Linked DNA regions of Mus musculus: all the other regions are linked to region 1. A link is a contact called in public HiChIP or PLAC-seq and promoter capture Hi-C data. All regions are on one chromosome and are shown on one strand. The core of a region is the stretch at or near the end of the contact, and the rest is flanking DNA. Distances in the headings are between cores, read along the strand shown. Region 1 holds the start of AA465934 (expressed sequence AA465934). Region 2 holds the start of Ccl9 (chemokine (C-C motif) ligand 9). Region 3 holds the start of Slfn8 (schlafen 8).

Region 1 (3,292 bases), core at 309-2,808:
CTTCTGCATCAGCTCCTGCTTTCTGACCTGCTTGAGTTCCAGTCCTGACTTCCCTTGGTGGTGAACAGCAGTATGGAAGTGTAAGCTGAATAAACTCTTTTCTCCCCAACTGCTTCTTGGTCATGATGTTTGTGCGGGAATAGAAACCCTGACTAAGACAGATGGTCTAGTATAGGCAACACTTTGTTACTTCCTATGCTCCCTTTTATTTCTTTGAGACCCTTTGCCAATCCCCTATTGATCATCACAATCCTTGTTTGTCACCTCTCCATTTCCACTGTCATTATCACTTAACTCTTCTTAGCTCTTGAAATCAGTTTCGGAGTGTTTACACTGTCTCACTCTGAACATGCGTGTACACTGTTTCCTTAAATATTACTCTGATCACTTCATTACTTGGCCTCTGAAATATTCAGTCTCCCTCTACTCTTCAAGTTTGCATCCAACTGGTTTGTGCTCTTAGCAAAGTCTCAGCCTGTCTTCCTAATCTCCTATCACTAACACAGGAGTCCTTAAACTTTGCAGTGACTCAGAATTGTTCCTGGAGTGCTTGAAGTATTCTATTGGGTCAGTTATGGGTCACAATCAATTTGGAGTTTTTACTATTACTTTTTTACACTGGACGACGGACGATTAACAGGTCTTTGCTTGTTTCTAGAGTTCACGGAATTTTGAGAAGCACCCCAACAATGATTTTTAGCTTTGCCAACATTTGGAAAACTAGATTTTTCAGCTAACTCATCTTGAGTTTAATAATTTTCTTGATCTTTCTGTCTCTCTATACTTCTGACTATCCTGGAGCTCCCTATTAGATCAAGGTGGTCTCAAACTAAGATATGCTTCTGCCTCCTCCTAAGTACTGGGTTTAAAGGCGTGCATCACCACGCCAGGGGGGAATCAGGAGATCTTAAGGCTCTTCAGGACCTAAATGAAATGTCTCTTCTCCCAGGAGATCGTCCGTGCTGGCCTTGGCAATTTGATATTTAGCTGCACTTTTCTCAGGGCATCTTTAATTATTTAGAATGCCCAATACCAGGGTTTGATTACCAGCACTCACATGGCAGCTCACAACCATCTGTAACTCCAGTTCCAGAAGATCTGATACCTGTTTCTGATCTCTGCGGGCTCTGTGTTGGCATAGTGCACAGACACGAATGCAGGCAAAACACACATGTATAATCACAAATAGATCATTTTTAAAATCTGTTTTTTTTTTAAAAAGTGTTCAAGATAGGAGTCTCTCTCTTCTCCCCATTCTCCATCGAAGCAATGGTAAAATCACTACGCCTAACAGTCGCCCGGAGTCCCGTGAGTAGAGAATTGTGTAAGAAGAAAACCAGCGTCGCTTTCTGAGCAAAAACCACAGGCCTAAGTCGCGAGACACAGACCCAGACGCCTAGAAAGCCCGGGGAAGCAGCCTCCACCTTTAGGTCAGCTCCACCCCTTGCTTTCACTTCACCTTTCGATTGGCTGCTCTTCATGCAGGCACCGCCTTATAGTTGTCACGTGAAGCTCTGGCTGCCGTGGGATTGGCTTACTGACGCGCGCGGGGCTGTGGGATGCAGGCCCGAAGAGGCGGAGGGGAGAGGACGCGGGAAGCCAGTGTGCCCCGGACGCAGTGTCCTAGCGCTCATCGGGTCATCCTCTGCAGCCCAGATTGTCCCTGTCCAAGACTGCGGAATGAAGAATCCAGGTTGGGAGCCGATTGAAGCCCCGACTCCGTCCTCAGTCCTCTTTCCCTACCAAGGATGGCTTCAGGCTCCCGAAGTTGGCGGGTTTGGACTTTTATCTTTTTTTTTTTTTTTTTTTTTTTTTTTTTTTTTTTGCTTTGAGAACCTGTGTGTAAGTCCTCTCTGGTCAGCAAAGGAATCTGTGCAGAGCGCCATGAATTAGAGGATGGGGGAATGAGTGCTTGAAGATGCCCGAGGTATGGTCCTTATCCGTGTGACATTTGGAGGTAAGATGGCGTTATAAATTGTGCTCATGCATTTCTAATTAAAAGCCATGGGATTAGGCTTACCAAGGTCACTTAATTGAACCCTTTTGTTCCAGGCTGTTAACACGCTTCCCCAGTTCTTTAGGAACTCAGTGAGATGGGGCTGGTGGGAGAGATGGGGGAAAACTCGTGAACTGGCGCATAGTTGGCACACCAGTTGCCATGAGATGAGTGCTGTGAGGCAGAGAACTAGGTACCTGCTGGCATGGCAGGAACTTGGAATCAGGTACCACCATGTCTGTCTGGATCTTTAAGCGGAATCGGTTTCACAAACTTTGCTTCTGTAATTCAAAGGGCAGAGCCTTCCTTTGGGATTAATCGAGATAAGGTTTCCTGTGTAAAGTGGCAGCAGTATGGAGAGGCAGAGCTGACAGCAGGAAGGGTTTCTCTGGGGCAGGGGAACACAAGCTCTAATAGTAGATTTGAGAACTTTAATAGTCTAGGTTGGGTAGTCTGTAAGATTCGTTAGGATTATGTTATTAACTAGTTAAGGGGTAAATGGGTTATTTTGGGGTTTTTATTTTGTTGTTTTTAAAAGATTTATTTATTTCATGTATATGGGTACACTGTCGCTGTCTTCAGACATGCTAGAGGAGGCCCATTACAGATGGTTGTGAGCCACCATGTGGTTGCTAGGAATTGAACTCAGAACCCCTGGAAGAGCAGTCAGTGCTCTTAACCACTGAGCCATCTCTCCAGCCCCTTTATTTTGTTTTAAAGACAGAGTCTGTATAGCTAGCCCACCATGGCCTCAAACTCAGGATTCTTCTGCCCCAGCCTCCCAAAGCAGTAGGATTACAGGTGTAACCACCACTGCCCCTGGCTTGATTTTTGTTGTTTTGGAGGTTGTTTGGTTGTGGTGATGGTCTTTCTGGGAATTGACCTAAGGCCTCATTCATTGTTTTGAAATCCCTTGAATACCACAGTAGTTTGTATATTATTTCCTGGACCATGGGGAGAAAGTGGATGCTTTAGTGACTGAATTACACTTTTATAGGTTTAAAGTCAGCATATATATGTGCTGGAATCCAGGGAAAACAGAGGCAGAAGACCCACTGAATCACAGTGTTGTGAAACAGATGAGCTTTAAATCAGTTATTGACCCTATGCAAGAGCAGCCAGTGCTCTGAACCACTGAGCTATCTCTCCAGTGCCTGTAGTTTCACCTATTATTAGTAAAGGGTGGATGTTGAGAAGTTAGAGATGGAAAAATAGAAACCTGGTATTCAGACCTTCCTAATTCTGCTATTAAGTGGTATAGAGCTTTAGAAGACCCTAACCTCTCAAGAAGTTTTT
Region 2 (3,292 bases), core at 270-2,769, 290 kb after region 1:
GTTCCAATTCTCTGTTTCAGTTATCTGGTTTGAAAAGTGAGCAGGGCAATAATATATACAAGGCTTGCTTGTCTTCTAACTTCTTCTTTTTCTACAAGAATGATGCATTTCCATTTGTCCCACCCCTCAGGGATGCCAGAGGAAGAATGAATCAACATCTGGACAGTTGAGCAATAGCTAACTCTACTAACTGTATTTTGTTTTCTGCATATTATGGTATTCTGGCATACTTAAAATCCTGACCACAGGGAGGGGCTAACTGCTTCTTAACCAACTCTCACTGAGCCCAGCACCCAACCTTTATCATTCTCAAACACCATGTTGGTATTTCCCTTGCCCTAACTCTTCCTAAAGCTAGATCCTTAAAGACCATCCATATATACAAAGTCTGCTCGACTTCTTCAGTCTAGGAAATCTTAACTGAACCCTGCATTGTGCCCTTCCTCTTTTCCAGTATCTCCAATAAAGAATCTGACACAAGTTTCTCTATTTCATTACTTATGCCTCCTGGCCTAACTCCAATATTCTCCTTGGCTCTGTGAGACATGATGTATCTCTCCTCCTTAGAAAAGTTGAGGAATACATTCTTTTATTTCACAGGACCTCTCTGTGTTGAGCCCTGGTCACCTCCATAAACTAAAATATCATAGCTTCAGATGAAATGGTGACCTTGGATGAGCCATTGGCCTGACTGGTCCCAATGCCTTAAAAATGATGGTTCTATACTAGCTGACATCTAATAACTCTAGCATCACAGAGTTTTATATTCATTTCTACAAATGTATGCTTTAATTATAGTTATTTCGATCTAACTACAATGTCAGCTAGGATTGGCTAGGAAAAGTTATCAAATAATTCTAGCTATGAAAAAGGAAAACATTTGCTTCTCCAAATGGAAGCAAGCCATTTGTGTACCAGCTTCCAGACCAGACCCTTCCTAATGCTGCAGCCTTTTAATACAGTTCCTCATGTCGTGGTGATCCCCAACCATAAAGTTATTTCATTACTACTTTATAACCGTAATTTTGTTACTGCTATGAATCATAATGTAAATATCTATGTTTTCTGATGGTCTTAGGCAAGCCCTGTGAAGAGGTTGTTTGACTTCCAAAAAGGGTGGCAACCGGTAGTTGAGAACCACTGATCCAGGGGCTATAGCCAGAGGCAGGTCTGTACTAAGTAAATTCCATTGCTCTGTCTGGGATGGAAATTATTAAATGCTGCCCCTTCTGGAACTCCCCCCAAATTTTCAGTTACCACCACAGGACTCACCATGTGTGATCTGGGCCCAGATTCCAAGAGCAGTTGTAAGAATGAGGAAGGAGAGGGCAGTATGAAAAGGCTTCATCTTCTTAGTGGGCAGACCCAGCTGGCCTTCAGACTGCTTGCTGTTCCTGGCCCGGTCTTGCTATTTATACATGTAAGAGGATCAGGAAGTCCCTGGGGTACAGCTCATAATGCCCTCCTTTGACTACATAACACCCAACATGCTAGTTCTAAGAGAGGGAACAGTGTGCAGTGGGAAGTGGAGGGCAAAGGTGACTTGGGGCTTTCCAAAGTTCAAATTGATTCAGAGAGAGTAAATATTTCCAGAAGGATTTCTCCTTTTATAAAATTCATTCACTCCTTTAGCTCTGGCCACAGGGTGGGAGTGAGGGATCCTTCTAGACCCCTGATGAGAGGTTAGCTTGGAGGACGCTGGCTTATGCTCATTGACAGCTGACCGACAGATATAGATTATAAAAGTAAACTTATATGTCTTGCCAGAGATATATAAAATTGTTGTCAACTCCTTCTTTAATTATTTTTCTTTAATTTTTAAAGATTTATTTTATATCCATGTTTTGCCTGCATGTGTGTATGTCTACCACATACATGCAGTGCTGTGCAGGTCAGAAGAGGGTGTTAAATTCCCTGGTACTAGAGTTACAGATGGTTGTGAGCCATCATGTGGATGCTGAGAACTGAAGCCAGCAAGTGTCCTTAACCGCTGAGCCAACTCTCCAGCCCCTTTAGATATTTTTAATATACTTTAACATCAGAGGAAAAAAAATCTTTAGAACGTCTGTCAGAAGAAACATCTAAGGCTGGTTGGGGTGGTGTTCACCACTTGGTGTCAGCACTTGGGAGCCAGAGGCAGGTGTGTGTGTGTGTTTGAGGCCAGTCTGGTCTACACACTCAGTTATCCAATCTCCGTGAGTTTGTGAATGTTTGCTGTTCATTTGTGGTTTTAGTCTGATGTGGTCAAATAGAATAGGAAGAGAGGGCTAAAGAGCCAGCTCACTGGTTTAGAGCACTTGTTGCTTTTTCAGAGGACCCAGGTTCAGTCTTCGTGAGTTTCATTAGCCTCTTTCTATCAAGGGAGGATCCCCTTTCTCCTTGAGTTATGAAGGAGCCCTTTGCTGGCAATACTGTCCTGGGCTGGAGGTTCATGTCTTCCAAAGCTTGAGGAACGCCTCTCCAAGCTCTCTGTTACGCTGATGGACATCTCCTGACACATGACTTAGTGGTTCTCTCTTGATGCTTTTTACACATTTTCTTTGTTTTGAATACTTAGTACTATAACTTTAATTATAATATGACAAGAAGAAGTTCTTTTTGGGTCTTGTCTCTTTGGTGTTCTAAATGACTTCTCTATTTGATTAGATGTTTCTTTGCCTAATTTAGGAAATTTTTTTTGGCTATGATTTCACTGGAAATGTTTTCTGTGCATTTGGAAAGAACTTCACTCTTTTATATCTGTGATTATTAGACTTTATCTTCTCCTCATGTATTAAATAGCCCAAAGTCCAACTCATGCCTTTTCATTAATTCATCTTTTTCCTTGACACTTTCTGCTCCCAGTGCCTTGTCTTCAAGCTCAGATATGCTGTCCTTTTCTTGACTGATTCTACTGGTAAGGCTTTCTGCAGAATTTTTAATTTGACTTAATTGTATTTTGGATCTCCAGTAGTTTGCTATGGTCCCCTCCCCCAATGGTTCTATACCCTATTTACTTCCTCCTACTTCCTCTTCCTTCCTTCCTTCCTTCCTTCCTTTCTTTCTTTCTTTCTTTTTTCTTTCTTTCTTTCTTTCTTTCTTTCTTTCTTTCTTTCTTTCTTTCTTTCTCTCTCTCTTTCTCTCTTTCTTTCTTTCTTTTTTTCTTTCTTTCTTTCTTTCTTTCTTTCTTTCTTTCTTTCTTTCTTTCTTTCTTTCTTTTTAGATTTGTATTTATTTATTATATACAAGTACACTGTAGCTGTCTTCAAACACTCCAGAAGAGGGCATCAGATCTCATTACAGATGGTTGTGA
Region 3 (3,292 bases), core at 280-2,779, 270 kb before region 1:
CTGCAGAAAGGTGATCTTGTCTCCCTTATACAATCATATAAACAGTCGGTGAAAGATTAGGCCTCTGATGACTGTGTGTAGAAAGTAAGAGTGGAACACACAAGACACTAGAAGGGCTGGGGCAGTACACTGGGCAAAACAAATTGGGACTGGCCATCTTAGGCAGAACTGGGACAGAAAGGAAACAGGCTTTAGAAGGTGTGCTATTTGAGAAACTGAAATCCCAGGGTCTTAGGCTCTTTTCCATAGCTTCTGGATTATAAACCCTGGGTGAGATAGTAGCTATTCTATTTCTGCCTCTTGGCTCATTGCTCAGTTAAAGACAGTATCTTAGAGAGAGGGGTCGCTCAGTGGCATCTGCAGAATCCCTTTCAACATTGTCATTTCAAAGCTGAACCTTGGGCCTAAAGCTTGTACTCTAACTTGCACCTACTAAGAGTAACAGGCTCTACCAGCTCAGAGACTGCCTGTTGAGATTGCCAGCCAGAGCAAGCCAGAGTGACAGAGACAGCCTCCCTCCCCCATCCCTTCACCCATCTGGGTCCCCCTTCTCCTGTGCTGGGCTGGTCAGTCTCTCACCCACTGGAATCATCCCCTTTCACTCCCAGGCCCCTCCAGTCCTCAGCACCTACTTTTAAAGGAACGCGTCGCCAAGTCTGAGAAAATATCCGGGTCTTCAGACAGGAGAGACACAGTGGTGCCACCCTGGCTTCTGGGCTGCTCAGGTCCCAGTTCTGGTGTGCTGGACCTCAGGGAAGGTGGAGGGGAGCTGAGGGTCTCACCAGGTCCTGGTTGCTCCGGATCCCAGAGCGCAGAGCGCGCGGAGGTGGCGCGGAATTCCAGCCTTTCCTTTTCACTGCCTGACTCTCCACCCACCCTCTCCCGCCCGTGGGCAGAGACCAATAGGAAGCCTTCTAAATACTGGAAAGCTTGAAACTCAGAAACTAAACTTCAATAATTGTGAACCTGAGCTATATTGGGCGTTCGGATTGTTCTTGGTGTTTTTAGTTTCTTTTGGTCTCTGCTTTCTCCCCACTTCCTCTTTCCTCCTTGCTCGTCCTAAATGCTAGTGTTCCCTCATGGACCTATCTGTCTGCATCTATATACCGACTAATCAATCTGTTTATGGGATCTTTTCATACAAATTACACAAGACAGGATAAAATTTTTTCAAAAGGAGATAAGCTCTTCTCCAGCCCCTTCCCTCTGGAGCTCTTCTCCAGCCCCTTCCCTCTGGAGCCGGGCCTCCCATCTTTCCCTGGCTCCCTTGAAGGTCACACCTGGACCCTCACTCACCACTTCCAGTGGAGTTCTCTTGATCCCTGTTCCCTGGCCACCTTGGAAAGCAGAATTTGGAAACAGACAGGAATGTAAGTCTCCCTTTCTTTCCAGAAGCCAGCCTCCTGACAAGATCCTTCTGGTCTGTGGCCGGGTAGTGTTCCACTTGTGGACTAGTCACCTGCCTGTGAAGTCCAGAAAAGCAGCCCTGGTTCTACTGTGAGTTTGGCTAGCAGTGGTAACAGCGAACTGGCTCAGTTCTTCTTGTGGTTGCGTTACTTGCTTTTGGGGAAAACGAAACTGCTCAAATTTTCTGGCCAGCTGCAGGCATGCTGCCAGATTGAGCTCACTTCTGGTTTTGAAGGATCTGACTGTCTTGCTGTGTTTCCAGCTAAGCCCCCATTCTTAGCTATTCGTGGGCCTCCTCACTGTAGCAAGGACTTATAGCCTTCTCAGCCTGAAGGGGTTCCCTGCTGTGGAAAGGACAATCAAAGAAAACATAATATTTCATATAGTGGGATTTTTTTAGGGTTAAGCAAATGTATAAGAACTCTACCGAACAGTGTTAGAACGGTGGCATAGCTAGAAGAGGAAACACGAAGCGTTCACTCACTGGAAACTGAGCTTAGGTAAGAAAGGAGCAGGTTATATCTGTGAAAGCTTACATCTGAACTTATGATCCTTTATCGTGAAGTCTGTAAGAAGTCTGGCAGTCTTACCTAGTTAAATAATGTACTAATGAGCACACACAGTGGTGGATTCCCTTAGGGTAAGGAGCTACGTCTGTTTTCTAGCTGTCAAGCTACAGTTACCTTAGCTATCAATGGAGTCAGAAATCTGAAAATAAAGTATAATCTAGGAGTCATGTATTAATTAAAATGACAGAGTTTCATGTACGGTTCACTACATAAACAGCTCCCAGGTACTTGAGGTCTCCATGGCATCTTGGGCAGAGTCAGTCTAGATTTCAAGGCCAAAAGACAAAAACCTTTTTTTCTGTGGAGTTAGATATGTGTGAAATGAGAAATGACCCACCTTGGCTTAGGCAATATGAGGCATTTGACTCTCAGGGTATCCTGTTTGTCCACAGTGTAAACCAAGCCGTAGCAGCAGCCAAGACTAGTAGACTCTTGTGTCCTTTTTTCCTTGGAGAACATAAAAGATAACTCTCAGGCTTTGGGAGTCTCTGTCTGTCATGAGCTTAAAAATTAATACATTTAGCAGATTTCTGACAAGTTTGACAGTAGTCTCTATTGAGCATATCTGAGTTAGACGACCTGTGATTGCTTAATTACTTGTTTGAGAATGTACTAGCAAATAGGGTACACTATAACTTAATGGCAGTTAAGAAATAAGGGTAAACATATATTTATAAAAGACAGTGATCTTTAACCTCATATTGTTTACAAATCATTATTTACTAAGGCAGGATAGAACAAAAACCTTATCTTGTTAAGTGACTTTGACAGGTTGTATCAGTAGATAAAAACACATGAAGAGATACACACCCAAAGAGACAAATGACAGAGTTTTGTCTAGTGTACACATGGCTTCGAGTTGATGTGGACCAGAATGGAAAGAAATCAGAGGGCTGACAGCAGTGGCTTGAGGGCGTGGTGGGGCCAGGGGCGAGGGGAGGTCAGAAAGCAAGTGTGTTAGGGCAGCTTCAGGCCAGTGCCACAAGTGCCACGTGTGGGTGCTCAGGCTGTGCAAACAGGCCAAATGAATAGGGAAACAGAGGAGCCCCAGCTCTAGGCTGCAGACTATGGGCAAGCAGAGCTGATTCCCCAGGAAAAAAACTGAGAATGAAATGGAGAGCATCAGACTTAGGAGCTGGGGAGAGGCTCTAGGGATTGGCATTGTAGGAAATAATGTAAAGAGAGTAGATGGCTCTTTATAGGCGCAATCCCACTCCTGATCAGCACGGGAGATTTGACTTGCTCCATTTCCAACCCCGGCTGGTTCACAGAGTGGGAGACAGGTGCATGCTTGTGTGCACCAGGCATGCCCATGC

The links. HiChIP or PLAC-seq counts read pairs in DNA pulled down with a chosen protein or histone mark. Capture Hi-C pulls out chosen DNA fragments and counts their contacts.
Region 2: a contact with region 1 is called in a FOXA1 HiChIP or PLAC-seq map of pancreatic cancer cells. The contact joins the promoter of Ccl9 here to the promoter of AA465934 in region 1. A contact is called at or near these places in 2 of 115 datasets of contacts at active chromatin or transcription factors (bone marrow-derived dendritic cells and pancreatic cancer cells) and 1 of 9 other capture datasets (adipose tissue).
Region 3: a promoter capture Hi-C map of liver shows a contact between it and region 1. The contact joins the promoter of Slfn8 here to the promoter of AA465934 in region 1. A contact is called at or near these places in 1 of 39 promoter capture datasets (the C10 cell line), 3 of 115 datasets of contacts at active chromatin or transcription factors (bone marrow-derived macrophages, memory CD8 T cells and microglia) and 2 of 9 other capture datasets (adipose tissue and liver).

Annotation. Positions count from the first base shown.
Region 1 is chr11:83,290,141-83,293,432 of GRCm38.p6, forward strand. AA465934 (expressed sequence AA465934) reads left to right here and starts at 1,559. Exons shown (of 3, transcript NR_028363.2): 1 at 1,559-1,693; 2 at 1,834-1,957. AI450353 (expressed sequence AI450353) reads left to right here and starts at 3,290. Exons shown (of 1, transcript NR_028364.2): 1 at 3,290-3,292.
Region 2 is chr11:83,577,117-83,580,408 of GRCm38.p6, forward strand. It overlaps Ccl9 (chemokine (C-C motif) ligand 9), which reads right to left and starts at 1,520. Exons shown (of 4, transcript NM_011338.2): 1 at 1,273-1,520. The coding sequence starts at 1,348.
Region 3 is chr11:83,019,281-83,022,572 of GRCm38.p6, forward strand. It overlaps Slfn8 (schlafen 8), which reads right to left and starts at 1,530. Exons shown (of 6, transcript NM_181545.4): 1 at 1,297-1,530; 2 at 633-748.